2 separate regions of the Zea mays genome follow, and region 1 is linked to region 2. Evidence: chromatin contacts called from public Hi-C data. All regions are on one chromosome and are shown on one strand. The core of a region is the stretch at or near the end of the contact, and the rest is flanking DNA. Distances in the headings are between cores, read along the strand shown. Region 1 has its middle 34 kb from the start of LOC100274733. Region 2 holds the start of LOC100274451.

The links. Hi-C and Micro-C count contacts between places; a contact is called where the count stands out from the background.
Region 1: a Hi-C map of leaf shows a contact between it and region 2, with 4 times the contacts expected there. The contact joins the enhancer-like site here to the promoter of LOC100274451 in region 2. A contact is called at or near these places in 3 of 25 Hi-C or Micro-C datasets (ear, leaf and tassel).

What each region holds. Positions count from the first base shown.
Region 1 is chr8:25,330,294-25,333,169 of Zm-B73-REFERENCE-NAM-5.0, reverse strand. No RefSeq gene overlaps it. Among protein-coding and RNA genes, the nearest start is that of LOC100274733, 34 kb to the right of the region's middle. Within about 2 kb of position 1,444, at least 5 of the 20 cell types and tissues checked have an H3K27ac peak or open chromatin away from gene starts, as enhancers often do. A contact at or near this core is called in leaf, where this site is marked.
Region 2 is chr8:25,166,481-25,169,588 of Zm-B73-REFERENCE-NAM-5.0, reverse strand. LOC100274451 reads right to left here and starts at 1,800. Exons shown (of 5, transcript NM_001148810.1): 1 at 567-1,800; 2 at 426-477; 3 at 151-273; 4 at 1-45. The coding sequence starts at 1,382.

The DNA.
Region 1 (2,876 bases), core at 195-2,694, 160 kb before region 2:
CAGCACGATACACTCGAAACCAAACAAATGATGATCACTTCAGAAGAGAAATATATATTGGTGTCATTGATCAAATTAGTCAAGAGCTTGATAACCGGTTTGATGAGGTCAATATGGAGTTGCTTTCTTGTATGTCAGCCTTAGATCCTTCTGATTCATTTGCTTCCTTTGATGCGCAGAAGATACGAAGACTAGCTGAATTTTACCCTAATGACATATTTGGGAATGATTTGCTGAAACTTGAGTTGCAGCTTAATAATTATATTGATGCAATGAGGCAAGATGATAACTTCAAAGGCCTTCATTGTCTTGTTGACATGTCAGTTAAGCTTGTTGAAAAAAGAGGCATATCGTGTTCGATATGGTTTTCTTGCTTCTCAAATTGATATTACTTCTGCCGGTGCAACAACAAGTGTTGAGAGGGCATTTTCTGCAATGTCTTTGGTCAAAACTAAGTTAAGAAATAAGATGGGTGATAGTCTTTTGGACGATTGTCTAGTCACATTCATCGAACGAGATCTTTTCTTCAAAGTCGATGAAGATGATATAATTGAGACCTTTATAGCTTTTAGAAAGCGTCGTCCCAACAAATAGTATGGTAATTATCTTTCAAACATTGTTTTTTTTGCAAATTTCGTATTTCATATGTTTGGGCTCTAGTGTAATCTAGTTCACAATTTCCTATTAATTATTAAGTTTTATGATGCATTATTTTGTTTTTATCTTTGTTTGTCAAATTTTATGGTGCATTTTAAGATATTTACCAAATTATATATGAGTTAGAATGAATAGTGTAAAAATTATTATGGCATACTCTTGGCCAAAATCCTAGGTCCGCCACTGGTCCAAGCCCGCGTAGAGTTAGGCAGACTAGGCTCAGATTAGGATCAAACAATGGGCTACGTGTCGAGCTCGTGTACCTCGTGCTTATTGGCCATCTATAGGTTAGGTAGCCCGGCCGAGATGCACGGAACCATTGCATATATACATGACTGGTAGCTAGGTTGGTAGCGAGGTGTGCTACGCCACAACATTTTGACCGGCGGGCAATGGAAGCAAGGCGATCCCTGGTTCCATGTGATCCGAGTTTCTGCCACTACGAGTCGGCACACGCTATTGGACACTGCATGCTAGCGGATGATAATGATAAACAATAGGCGATTGTGCTCGTGGATGATATGATAATGATAAACAACAAACATATTCTAAAAGTTAGTGAGTTAGTGCCTCGTTTTTAGTTTCCTTTCGGTGACGATTACTGTATATATTTTACATTGAAGTTTTAAATCCAGGCTGTTTTAAATTTCTCTATACATTTTGTAGTTTTTGGCTCATAAAAAACCCGTTCGATAAAATAATGGGGATCTATCATGGGCATGTCTCTTTTCAATATGCGCGGCCTGGTTTGAGTTCCCTTGGGCTGGCCCTGGATTTTTCATATTTTCTCCCCACGTACGCTCATGTCATGGGCTGGACCAGGAGTATGTCGTCGTGTCTGCTTCTACTTCTGTACGTATGCCTAGTTAACAACAAGCGTTTCGAAACAAAATAACAATACGCTATTCCTTATAAATTGTGCAAAGTTATTTTTAAACAGCGATGTTATGCATATACTTGTGAAAAAATATATCCATATAGATATGTTTATGTAAAAAAATTACAATCAAATCTGTATGGCGAGAAAACACTATGCCTTGTCTAACACGATGTATATACAAAGAAATACATATACAAAAGTTTGTGTGAAACGAAACTATAGTCACAAATTTATATCAAATTGTTCACAACATATATACAAATCATATATATACTCAAAATAAATAAGAAAATGTATATACAGATAACAGATGTTTAATTATCCATTAAAAACTATATAGAAAACCTATAGATATGTTCATAAAAATGACATTTTGACACAAAGATCTATATAGACAGAGATTTACGTAAAAAATACATATACAAATTCATAATAACAATAAATTATATTCAAAGGTTTCTATAAACAATTTGACACAAAATCTGAAGTCTATTTCAAAGAAACATCTAGCTAGGCTGTGTTCTAACTCCACCTCCATAAGAAAGGTGTTAGGTGCGCATTTGACGTACAATAGAGCTCATAGTAAATGCAACCAAAATGTTTATGCGGCAATATGGCTAATTGTACTCGATGAATCTTCAATAACGATGATGTTTTTGTTCTACAATGGAGCGAATCATGACAAGGCGACAAAATTTCTCTTTGTGGGAGCCTTGTTTACATCATATTTTGGTTTATTCCATCGAATTATCTTTGAAGACCTTTTTGGGGCCTCGGTGGATGGATCTAAAATGTGGTGTGACAATTGGCAGTCCATGACTCAGCACTAACACAAAGAAAGGACGGGCCAAGCCAGGAAGAGCAACCCGTTGTAGTAGAGCAGATTTATACTAAAGCTTAACAGTTCATAAGTACTGCCTCTAGGCATCTTTGTGGGACCACTCAGCATAGGGGTCAACCATCATATACCACCACGTCCTAAGTTGGCTTCGGTCGCATCAACTCTATTTATGAAGGAGGCTCTATTTAAGAAGGAGGCCATAAGGAACCACATACGAGTGTAAAATTAGGAAGCCGAGGAGTATGGCTAGAAATAATAGAAATGTGCTAGAGAATACTTTGTACAAAAGTTATGATTGTAGGATATGTCCTTTGTAAAATGGGTTTATATTTCTCTAATAACTCAACAAATAGTGTAACATTCACTCCATCAGGCTCCCAAAATACACCGTACTAGAACCTATTCTCTTGAAACTGCCTCTCGCAATATCGCATGGAAACGATGTGATTGCTTAGCAAAGCTCGTACCAAGGGACAACATGGAGGAGAGGGCTGGCCA
Region 2 (3,108 bases), core at 551-3,050:
GTGCAGCATCAGAACCATCTGCTGATGAACTATCTGTGTCTGTATCTGCACATGTTTATTAAGGTAAATTCATGTGTTCTCCAAATACTTCCAAATTAAACGATTATACAAAGCCCAAAAAAATTCTTGTTACAATATCTTAAAACTTACCACTAGAGGACGACCCTGAGTCACTGCTAGAGCTTCCAGAACTACTTGATCTACCAGGATTCTCTCCCTCCTGATCTTCCAAATGACCAGGTGATGATTCACCCACATATCTCCCATTGTCATCTGTAGTTGAGTAAAGTTAGTTGCTTTTTCGCAGTGATAATGGATTGTAATCAAAAGTGACTGTTGCATTACAAGAATGACTATAATGAGACATTTGTTCTTTTCTCCTATAGCAATCACAACAATGGTCTAAAGACACACAACTGACCCACCTGCTGCAATTTCCTTAGGTGGCTCGACATCAACTGATTCTGGTTCTGGAATCTGTAACGGAAAGCCCACAGTAAGAAGCGCGCATGCAATAGTCCATAAAATTTAGTGACGACACTGAATACTACCAACCATAATCATACCGGCTCTTGTACTGCAGGGATTCGATCCTGATCTGCCTCGTCCTGCCTCACACGTTCTACCTTCTCTGGCTCCTGATCAGGATCAGCTTCATCTGGCCTTACCGCAGAAAGCTCAGCCTTCCGCTTATTCTTAGTTATACTCTTCCTATAGTTTGTCACGAATCTATCAAGCTCCCATAACGTCTCAACATCAAAGCTATCGATATCAACCTCAATCTCATCGTCATGCTGGTTGAGCGACGAGTTCCTCTTCTTTATGATCTGGACAACATTGTCTAGCTTCTCCGGTGGCAAATCCTGGAGGTTATTGCTAAGCCGCTGCTTCTCCCAGAATGTCATATCCCTCTTATTGGGCTCCCTTGCCTTGGGCTTCTTTGAAACCGGGGGTCTGCCATTGTGCGTCTTTGGGGTAGCCTCCATCCCGGCAGCATGAACTGTCGAATCCGACCTCTCTAATGCCCTAGAATTATCTATCTCCTTGGGCTTCCTGGGTGCTGCTGAGGATGGTGTCGGAGGCTGTGGCGATAGCTGAGCTAGCTCAGCCTCAATCTCCAACCACTTCTCCTCGAACATGTTCAGCAGCTGCTCGGCCATGAAGTGCACGTCCTGCCCCTTGGGGTTGTACGTCATGGCGTTCCGGAACGTGAGACGCACATCGCCTGCAAACTCCCGTGGCGACCTGTACTGTCCAGCCGCTAGCTTTGACTTGACCGTGCCGAGGTCCATGGGCTTGGTGATGATCGTATGGTAGTCGTGCAGTCCAAGCGCGCTCGCGTCTACCGGAGTGTTGAACACCCAGCTGTGCTTGTGCTTCATCAGCCTCTGGAGCAGCGCGGAGCAGGTCTTGAACACGGGCGCGTAGAGCTTGCGCCGCGCCTCCGCCGAGAGGTGCGGCTGCGGGTACGGGGCTCCCCCGGGCTTCCTGGACTTGTGCTTGGACCCCGGCGGGTGCGGCGGGAGCGGCGTGGAGGGGTCGGTGGCGGAGAGCGCCGAGGAAGGTGCGGGAGCCGGGAGGGAGCTCAGGCGCTTGGCCGCGGCGCGCACCTGGGAGAGCTCGGAGGAGAGGCGGCGCCGCAGCTCCCGGCGGGAGGCGGTAGTGGAGGGCAGCGGGAAGGTGACGGTGGGGAGGAGCCGGCCGTTGTGGGCGTCGAAGGAGGGGACGCTGGGAGCCTTGGAGCTGGCGTGAGATTTGCGGGAGTAGGGTTTGCCGGACGGCGAGGGAGTCCCAGAGGCCATTCTGGGCGGGTCAACGGCTGCGGCGGATCGAGGTCGGCGGCGGATCGGAGGCGGGGATTTGGTGATTTCGGCGGAGGCGGCGGAACACGGAGGGGGTGGGTCGGTGGGGGGGTGGGTACTGGGTAGGGAGGGCAAGGCAACGCAACGCAGGCAGACGCGAAACCGGCTAGTACTGTGCAAGTGCGGAGGCGGGGAGCGGAGCCATTTTTTCCCCTTTTCCTTGCTCTGTTTTGGCCTCCTCTTTTGTTCCTCTCCTTTCCATTGTTGGTAAAAAAATATTTTGGTCTTGGTTCCTTTTATTTAAACCTAGTAACATTCGACCCTCCCGGATAAGAATGCTGATAGCATACGTTGAAGCTTTGGCTAGCAATTTGTATAGATTTATGTCATTTTAGGAAGTAATTAAAGATTTTTTAGTTTTAACTGGATCTAGTCGCACATAACACACCGCCTTATCAGTATACTCCTATGTAATAACTTTTTTTAATGTCAGGTACTCAAAGCTTAGTTGTCATGAATCGTCAAATGATACATATTTACAGCAGCAGCGGATCTAAACAAAACAATCATTGGTGTCATCTCCATTAAATTATAAAATCATCAACTCATTTAAGTGCTAACAAATATACATTCTAATAGAGATTACTAAAATTCATTGGTGTCACAGGACACCACAAAAAGGCCTAGATCCGCCCCTGATATACAGTGAGGCTACAAAAGCGAAAGGGCTTGGCGATGTTCAGTGTCTCTATTGGTCTCCCAAAATGCATCCATGTTAATATATGTACATTGGATTAGGGATGTCTAAATCTAGATGTGATGTTTTTGGAAATTCTATTGTGTATAAACCATGCCCCAGGACGCTACTGCCAGCCTCCTCACAAACAAGTGTTTGGAAACAACATCGAAAACTGTAGTATTTTAGTATAAGTGTGCAATAAACTAGTGAAGCGATGAAAACTTTATGTTAAAGTGGAGTTTTAAATACTCAAAAAAACATCATGGTATTCACAATACTAATGTTTTGAAAACAAAGTATTTTGTAACACAAACAAACACCTCATTATATAAAATAGTTAAGAAAATGAGAATACTTTGAAGAAAAAAAAATAGAGTCGTCAAACTAGCTCTGTTAAACTAGCTCTTAGAGTACGAATTTATATAAACTCCCTCCCATTTTTTATATAACGCTGGTTAGTTTAAAATTAAATTGACCAGCGTCATGTATAAACGAGCCGAGGTAGTATTATAAGTGCAGATAGAAGTGAAGCGACCTGGCGGTCGCAGTCCTGCTCTCGGATCTCGC